Regions from separate parts of the Zea mays genome. Here region 2 is linked to region 1. The links are chromatin contacts, called in public Hi-C maps. All regions are on one chromosome and are shown on one strand. The core of a region is the stretch at or near the end of the contact, and the rest is flanking DNA. Distances in the headings are between cores, read along the strand shown.

What was found. Hi-C and Micro-C count contacts between places; a contact is called where the count stands out from the background.
Region 2: a Hi-C map of ear shows a contact between it and region 1, with 2.3 times the contacts expected there. The contact joins the enhancer-like site here to the promoter of LOC100284856 in region 1. A contact is called at or near these places in 3 of 25 Hi-C or Micro-C datasets (bundle sheath, ear and tassel).

Annotation. Positions count from the first base shown.
Region 1 is chr1:298,005,757-298,010,555 of Zm-B73-REFERENCE-NAM-5.0, reverse strand. LOC100284856 (cytokinin-O-glucosyltransferase 2) reads left to right here and starts at 2,589. Exons shown (of 2, transcript NM_001157751.1): 1 at 2,589-3,152; 2 at 3,338-4,340. The coding sequence starts at 2,654. The coding sequence ends at 4,248.
Region 2 is chr1:298,264,707-298,269,505 of Zm-B73-REFERENCE-NAM-5.0, reverse strand. It overlaps LOC100191645 (putative protein phosphatase 2C 55), which reads left to right. Exons shown (of 5, transcript NM_001137074.1): 3 at 727-1,051; 4 at 1,383-1,532; 5 at 1,698-2,348. The coding sequence ends at 1,994. Among protein-coding and RNA genes, the nearest start is that of LOC100191645, 5.0 kb to the left of the region's middle. Within about 2 kb of position 2,940, at least 10 of the 20 cell types and tissues checked have an H3K27ac peak or open chromatin away from gene starts, as enhancers often do. A contact at or near this core is called in ear, where this site is marked.

The sequences.
Region 1 (4,799 bases), core at 1,340-3,839:
ATGAGCTCTTTTAAGAACTCAGATTTGGAGACCTTTCCAAGAGCCTGACAATTCCAAATAAGACATACCATTCTGATTGGTTTGGAAAAGGAATGGTCTCGGTAGCTTTACTCCTCATATTAGGTGTACACCTAAATTTATGATGTGTTGTATATGCTTAGAATATAAATTAGAGGGTTTTCTATATCTGCATGAGAGAATCATTTCTCTATCTCTACTATATTAAAGCACCAGTTTCAACGGTCATCCTGTGTCACATTTCCTGCTCAAAAATAAAGTAAAATTGTGCACAAATAAAGGGTTTACCTTGGTTGTTGCCTTGTTGGCTCCATGTCCACAACCACCTAACCAATAAAACACATATTTTTATGTCCTATTAAAACAATGATACACCTATATGATATATAGAAACTGTGGTAATGCATTGACAAATGACTATCTTAAATCGAATGACTAAAACTATCAATCTATCTCGTGGACGATGGAGCCTTTTTTAAAAAAAACTTATGGTCAAGGTTCACCAAACCAGTTGAAGGGTAAAAATCGGCGCACCACCCATAATTGGTTTATCGCGATAAACTCGTGAAAACCGATAGAAATCGTTCAAAATCGAAATCACTTAGTTTTTTAATTCAAAACGGTTCAAAACCGATAAATCGATCGGTAAGTCTGATTAATTGAGTCCTGGCCTCATAAACCAATGATATAGAAACAGAAATCGAGCCATCTGTATTTTTGCAAATAAAGCACATTGAGGTCTCAAAATTTGAACAAAATTTAGCAGTTCAAATACATTACATAACATTGTTTAATAGTTTTTAAATTCAAACGACTCAAAACCGATTAATCGACCGATAATACCGATTTATCGGTCACCAATTTGATAAATTGTTAGTAGTGCGCGAGAAAATGAACCTCTTGTTTTTTTCAAATAAAGCCTATTTAGGTCACAAAATTAAAATAAAAATGGCCTAAATATTATCACAAGTCCAATAACAACATTTAGCACTTCAAAATACATTGCACGACAAGGTTTCAATATATTCATGTCATTGTTTCATAGTTCATAAATACCATCTTAGACCATCCGGTGAAGATCATTCCCACGGGTGTGCATTCCACTGATTTTGTGTTGTAATCTGTCCAAGTGTGATCGGTCCACGTAGAAGTCGTACTCCACAACTCCACCAACATTTGGTAGTACTCAAGGTCCTGCCATTCGTATTTTGAAATTTGGTTTTAGCAGAAACTCAAATAATCCATAGTATTTATACAAAAATTGGCATCATCCCGTGAACGTGGTCCGATGCTCCTCATGTCCGCCTCTAAAATTAATATGCATTTTGATAGACATATACATATCCTGCTATATACACATGTAAATTTGCTTGAGTTAGTGTTACAAGTCATTATCTAGCGAGGACAAAATCTTTTGTCTTCAAATCATTATAGGGCACCCGAAGGGCACCTAATGTTTTAGTGATCTATTATTACAAGTATCGATAGCTCATATTGCATGTAGCGGTGATAATTTGATAACATTTCCGGTGAAAATGAGAAAAAAATCCCCTAAACCCTAGCTCTTACTTGAACACCGGCTAATCAATCCTATACATCGGTTTATCGGCTTTGGGGAGCGGCTAACCGCTAATACTAGCCGATATATCGGTTTTTTCTTTTTTGTATTTTTTTCAAAACTTCCATAATTTTTAGTTTGAAATCTGTTGTCTATTTTGAAATTTGGTTTTAGCGGAAAGTTTGCAAATAATCCATAGTATTTATATAAAAATTGGCATCAAAAGTTTCCAAATTTTATATTTTTTTAAATTCAAAATCCAAAATCGGTGTATTGGCCTTACCGGCCGGGTGCAGATAACCGGCTAGCTGTCCGGTTAACCGGATTACCGACCGGTTTGTGGACCCTTGCTTATGGTCGTATAGAGAACACGTATCTAGATTAGTAATTTTAATGGCCTCGTTGGATGGATTTGGACATCATGTGGGTATGATTACTCGCACGCCCTCCACGTGATAGTGGCTGCTCAACTCGACTAGATAGCGATGCATAATGCAGGTTACTCTATATCACTATTTATAGTTTAGTTATTAAAATTCCTTACTCTATATTAAAATTCTCCTCACCCATATCCCTCTATATATTCCCTTATTATCAACTACTACATATCTGTTCACTCTAATCTAACTACTATATTTTTTCCCTCTATATAATAGATGATTTTGGTACTGTCAACAAGTAGTGCGGAATGAAATGGCACGCACCATATTTGGCGGATTCCTGTTGCTCCGGAGCTATGCAGTGCACTATGGCGTACAGCGCTGCAGCATTCTCTTCCAGTCTTCCTGTACTGTACGTGTTTTTGTTGGAAGTTAAGCCGAAGCCCAGTGCAGATAGCTTTACAACGAAGTAATTCCAGATTTGTAGTGGACATTAACTAATTCCGTCTCGCTGATTCTTTTAAAAGAAAGAAATAATAATAACGTAGGCAGTTATGTCGGCGGAGCGATGGCCGCCTGCCATCCGGACGCCTCTGCAGCCCACACCGCTATATTACGCAGCTTCCCAGATAGAGACTGATACACGCTCAGTCGCTTACGGCTCACCCAAGACCAAGAACCCCGGGCGGACGAAAAGATGGGCGCCGATGCCGCACGCACGCCGGCGCCGCACGCGCTGCTGCTCCCTTACCCAGCGCAGGGCCACGTGATCCCGTTCATGGAGCTGGCCGACCGCCTCCTCGACCGCGGCTTCGCCGTCACCTTCGTCAACACCGAGTTCAACCACCGCCGCGTCGTCGTGGCCGCCGGCGGCGGCCGGGCGCCCGATGGCCGGCTGCGGCTCGTGGGTGTCGCTGACGGGATGGGCGACGGCGAGGACCGCGACAACTTCGTCCGCCTCAACGCCTGCATGAAGGAGGCCATGCCGCTGCGGCTCGACGCGCTCCTCGACGCCGACGACGAGCGCCTCGGCAGGGTCACGTGCGTCGTGGTCGACGTCGGCATGTCGTGGGCGCTGGACGCGGTCAAGCGGCGTGGGCTCCCGGCCGCCGCACTCTGGCCCGCGTCGGCGGCCGTGCTCGCCGTCCTGTTCGGCGCCAAGAAGCTCATACGCGATGGCGTCATCGATGACGACGGTGAGTACTCGTACTGTCGTACTCATTATTAATATTAATGGCCGCTACAGTGCGGGGCAGCACAACTGTGACTACTTTACTCATTATTAATGGCGTCGGCGTCGTCGATGGCTGCGTTCTTGGGCTGGGAACCAATGGCCAAAGGCCCAAAGGCCAAAGCTGAAGAATGGTGCGCGTGCGTGCAGGAGCTCCAGTGAAGCAGGAGAACCACTCGTTCCGGCTGGCCGAGTCGATGCCCCCCATGGACGCCGTCTTCCTGGCGTGGAACTACATGGGCAACCGCGACGTCGAGCGCATGGTCTTCCACTACCTGACCACCACCGCGTGGGCCGCCGTGGCTAAGGCGGACGTCGTCCTCTGCAACACCTTCGAGGACCTCGAGCCGGACATCTTCGGCGCCCACTCCCCGGCGGCCGCCTCCATCCTCCCGATCGGCCCGCTGCGCACCTGCCAGCGCCGGACGAGCGAGGCGCCGGCCGGGCACTTTTGGCGCGCCGACGACGAGGCCTGCGCGTCCTTCCTGGACGCGCAGCCCCGTGGGTCCGTGACGTACGTGGCGTTCGGGAGCCTGACGGTCATGAGCCCCGCGCAGCTCCAGGAGCTCGCGCTGGCCCTGCTGGCCTCCGCCCGCCCCTTCCTGTGGGTGTTCCGGCCGGGGCTGGCGGCCGAGCTCCCGCCCGCGTTCACGGATCTCCTGCCACGCCATGCGAGGGGCAAGGTGGTGGAGTGGGCGCCGCAGGAGAAAGTGCTCGCGCACCCTGCTGTCGGCTGCTTCCTGACGCATTGCGGGTGGAACTCGACGCTGGAGGGCGTCCGCCATGGCGTGCCTTTGCTTTGCTGGCCCTACTTCACCGACCAGTTCACGAACCAGGCATACATTTGTGATATCTGGAAGGTGGGGTTAAGGGTGGTGCCCGACGGCGGTGATGGCATTGTCGCCAAGGAAAGGATCATGGAGAGGTTGACGAGCCTAATGGGTGACAGTGGTGTGAAGGAAAGGGTGAAAAGATTGAAGGAATTGGCAGAGAGGAGCATGGGGCCTGAGGGCAAATCTTTGAAGAACATCAACGCCTTCATGGAATCCATGACGAAGTGATTGTTATTGTGTTATTGTTTTATTTTCGGGAATGACTAGCCCTGATGTCCAAGGCATGTTCCAACATCCAACAAGACCATATAAGATATCTGGAGAAAATATCTTCAACGATTTATCAAAATACATGTTGCAATATCAAGAAATATGAAGAAAAAATATCACAGTACCATCAATTCGACCGGGAGAAAAAAAGCACACACGAAACTAAAGTAGCATCATTCATAGATTAATCAATGAAAAAAGTACATCAACAAAAATATCTGATATTACACGGTACAAAGTCATAACAGTGTCATTAAAGTACATCGATCGTGCATTATTGAAAAAAATATCATATCTTATGATACTTAAACGGACTAAGCGAAGAGCTCAGATTTAAAAAAAATACAAGCAACTACGTTAAATCAAGCACTTGAATTGAGATGAGCAAATTGCATAGAAGGAACACAACAACAACAACAACTAAACTATGCTTAGTTGGTAATCAAAATCAATTAGTAGCAGTTGAAGATTAGAAGCAGCAACAGCCGATTTCTTAAAAATCTGAAGCG
Region 2 (4,799 bases), core at 1,691-4,190, 260 kb before region 1:
TCGAGTTTTTTTAAACTATCTTGACTTTGACCAAATTGATAGTAAAGGTTGTTACCCCCTCCGGTTCAGTTTACGGCCTCCCAAGTTACACTTTGACTATTCATTTATTTTACATTATATTTGTTTATGATTTTGAACCTATGATTATTGGATACTGCATTTGATTTCAAATCAAATATTATTAAGCTTGTATGCAATAGTTAAAACTTGTTAGCCAGATTATTGGTCAAAGCTTATGAAGTTTGACTCTTGACGTAAGTGAAATGCCTTATAATCTGGACCGGAGGGAGTAACACTTATGGCACCAAATAGGTATACTATGAAAATGTTCGACCATAATAAGTATAATCATACTTGCTTGGCTATATAAATATTTGTATTTTTTTCGTATAAACTTGGCCGAAATTAAGATAATTTGACTTAAGACAAAACTAGAATGCAAGTTTTTTTTGGTACTTCAGATGCTATGAAGTGGACTATGACACATTGCCACAATTTTCACAAAATTAAACATAGGACAAAATTACACTGGTTCTGCATTCATTACATAAGTTTATTTGCTTGGAATGCAAGTATGGTTTATTACAGTCTGCTTTGCATATTTATGTAGATTTTTTTCTAGGCTAATTTATGATGAATTATGCCCATTCTGTCTGTTATGTCGAGTATTATCAACTAATATTGGCTTGCATCCACTGGTATTTGTTTGTTTCATTTTCTCTACAGAATGTCCCCAGTTTCTGAAAAATTGAAGTTGCTCTCTGGTTCATGTTACTTGCCTCACCCTGCTAAGGAGGCAACTGGTGGTGAGGATGCACATTTCATTAGCATTGATGAGCATGTGATAGGCGTAGCAGATGGTGTTGGTGGTTGGGCAGATCTCGGTGTCGATGCTGGACTATATGCTAAGGAGCTAATGAGAAATTCAATGAGCGCTATCAAAGATGAGCCAGAAGGGACCATTGATCCAACCAGAGTTTTGGAAAAGGCTTATATTAGTACGAAAGCAAGGGGGTCATCTACCGCGTGTATCATCACTCTTAAAGATCAGGTGAAGGCTCATCCTTGTTTGATGTTTAGCGTCCTCCTGTTTTATCTGCTTATTTGCTGTATCCTAGTAAACAGTAAAACACAGCATAAAGACGTGATTTAAGATTGGTTGGTACAATACACAGAAAATGATTCTTCACATCATTTATTGAGTATATGAATTGCAAACTGAGTTCTTGAGAATAGTAAATTCTTTACCCATCTATTTGATGATGCCAGTTCTAGATTCCTACTTTGGAAAAGTTTGTGTATTTAGTCCCTTTTGTGTTTTTGCAATTGATATGCTAGTTCATTGGTGACTTCCACTAATACCACAACGTTTGATCTTGCAGGGTATCCATGCTGTAAATCTTGGGGATAGTGGTTTCGTAGTAGTCCGAGATGGCCGCACTGTTCTCAGGTCACCCTCACAGCAGCATGATTTCAATTTTACTTATCAGCTTGAGAGTGGAGGTGGCAGTGATCTTCCTAGTTCCGCACAAGTGAGTAAATCACAGCCTTTTCCTTTGAATATTCTGTATATAATTTTGATAACACAGATCAATTCAGATGCCTATTCTTCTTCCCCTGTTGAATTCCTTGTGCAAGCTCTGCATCTTCAAACTACTATTATATAATACTTGTGCTTCATATTTGATTTATTTTAGGTATTTCACTTTCCGGTTGCCCCGGGTGATGTTATCGTTGCTGGCACGGATGGACTATTTGACAATTTATACAACAATGAGATAAGTGGTGTTATTGTTGAAGCTCTCCGGGTTGGACTTGAGCCTCAGATTGCAGCACAAAAAATTGCCGCCCTGGCTCGACAAAGAGCTACGGACAAAAATAGGCAGTCACCTTTTGCATCAGCTGCTCAAGAAGCTGGGTACCGGTATTATGGTGGGAAGCTTGATGACATAACAGTCGTGGTCTCATATGTGAAAAGCGCTGGAGCCCCATGATCTGAGCCTTTCTTTTATTAGATGTAATGTACATAAATCATTGTCCCGAACTGGCGGCGTATGTATGCACCAGGGCATAGAAGCTTATTCTCAAGGTGTGGAATCCCCTGATCCTAGAAGCACCTGTGCTGGGTTCAGTATGGTTGCGCTTTAGCCCTGGAACATGTTAGCAAACCATTGCACCATTTTACTTGTTTGCCACTGTGAGAAATCGTTTTCTCTAATTATCTGAACTCTTGAAGCCAGGGTGGGTTTGTTTCCCCCCTTGGAGTTGGAGGATAATGACCAGCTGGAACCAAATTTTGTTGTAAACAGCGTTGATTGCCGAATGATAGTTATAGACATCTTGGACTAAATGGTGAACCAGCGATGCTGTTTGAAATGCCTTTTTGGTCTCGGGGTCTTTTTGTTTCACTGCTGGCTTAAAAATTGTTGAGTTGTGTGCTGTAAAAAAATGTTGTGAGTTTTGTGATGTGAAAATATGTCATCCTAGAGATTTATATTTGTATGTGTTTTTGTAAGGATGCACGTGCCCCTCCTGAGCTACCATTATCTAATTATGATTGTGGTATTCAATCGAGACATCTAGATACAACTGTACATTATTTCTACACATACAGTCATTTTAATATTAGTAATTGTTTATAAATATTTTGTTTTGTTGTTCTTTAATATTAGACGAGGAGAAACCAGTGAACGACTTGAGAACACTATGATTGTGTAGGTTCAACTGTTCTTGTACCTAGGGGTTTACTAGGGTTTGGGAGAGATTAGCTTTAAGCAAAACATGCACAACTTAATTAGCTCAGTTTCACAAAAAAAACCTTGAAGTTGGAGAGAACTTCACGGTTTTGTTGATGCAACAGAAGAGGAGCTTCACAAACCCTCGTGAAGTTGAATGGAAATTACTCACCTCACCTATGCCGCTAGTTACAAAGGGTAAACGACCCATTCTTTATTTCTTCGACCCCCACCAAACGGATCTGTCCGAGTCCTCTCCATCCTGCTGGACTCCCATTCAATATAGAGTCGAAACCAAACGATGACATCCGACGACGTGGCTTCCGAATCGATCGATTTCGAAGCGTTTCTTTTCTCCCATTTCCAAGTTCCGGGCACTCCCATGGCGCATGGCGCCGGTGGCCATGGTCCGCCCCACACTGGCGGCGAGGGTCGATCTCCCCCGGGCCACAGGCGGCTGGCAGTGCCAAGGGAGAGGACTCTTTGCACGCGGTGGCCGTGGGCCGCACATAGGGCCAGGGCACAGCTGAAGGAGACCAGTGGCGTTTGGCGGCTGTATGGCAGCGATGGCCGGCGACCGCCGACTCCAAGATCCTGCCCCCTGATGGGCATGACAAGCAATGATGGTGGCTTCGACGATGCACAATCATCGATTCTTCAATATACTACACCTACGAAGGCAATTACTATCAAATTGCTGCAATACGCGGTAGTGAATTGGTAGGATTATAATTTGGCCAATCGAGGCTAGCTACCGATTGATAGTTGGTACTAATGCACTTTGAAGAACAAACCAGTGGATCACTGTAGAATTTAGATTGATGTTGGCAGGTAGAGAGAACTTGGTTGAATTTAGGATTTGTTTGGTTGCTGATTAAACAGTACTGTCCTCCCATAACCATGTCATGGTTTTTTCCCCCAGTACGTAAGATAATGTTTGTTTGTATAAACAGTCACATTACACTCCTATATGTGTCACCCTGTTTGAATAAATTAACAGTCACATTTTACTGTTTTTGCTTTGCTTGTTTGAAGTTTGAACACAACAATGACATTGTGCCTCTGGCTGATATAATAGTACGTAGTAGAAAATACGATCAATGCAAAGGGCTCATGGGTAGTTAATCATAGCTAGCCACTCCGAAGATATATATACGCATTGGTTTAAAAGATCTCATAGGGTTAATCATAGTTAATCACTCCAAAGGTATATATTAGAGTTGTGTGACTAAGGGACTGTTTGGTCCGGGGTTAACTGTGCCACACTTTGTCGCCACACTTTGTCTAAGGTTAGTCGTTTAAATTTAGGAACTAACCTTAGAGCATCTCCAAAAGCTCCCCAGAAGTCTCCCCTAAATCTATTTTTTTGGGAAAAACACAAAAACATGTCTCCAACAGTTCCCCTAAAGCGCCCCCAACTTTTTCATAGCCCTTAAAACTCCCTCATTTGTAGCTACAAATGAGGGTTTTTTTGGGCTCCCCAGAAACAAACTGCTGATTTAAGGGATCTGTTGGAGAAAGGATTAAAATTTACCCCCACTTATTATTTAGATGTCCCTTAAAACTGATTTTGAGGAGTCGTTTTATGGAGAGCTCTTGGAGATGCTCTTAGATAGAAAAGTTAGACAACAAACCAAACATACCGTGATACTTAATGAGCCGTGACCTAGCCACCTAAAAACAACCAACTAAATTTGTTTTGCACCAACTATGATAACTCATGCCAGCACCAGCACCAGGCTAGATGTTCTATTTATTTCAGCATAATTATTTAGCTTACATGCCACTATATTCCTTTTTCTTCACGAAAACTTGAAACATTAAATATTACTTCATTTTTATTCACTTTGTTTATTGTGACTTAAATATTATTTTATGTTGTATCTTTAATCAGGTCACTTTGATTGACTATGAGGATATGTATGTTTACTTTATTTTGTAATCATATATGCTATCATTGCTCCATATATTCATGTATCTATTTTTGAACATGTGTATGTGGATTTGCAGATTTTTGAAAGTGATAGTGATTGTTATATGGATAACTATATGAATGTAAGTGAT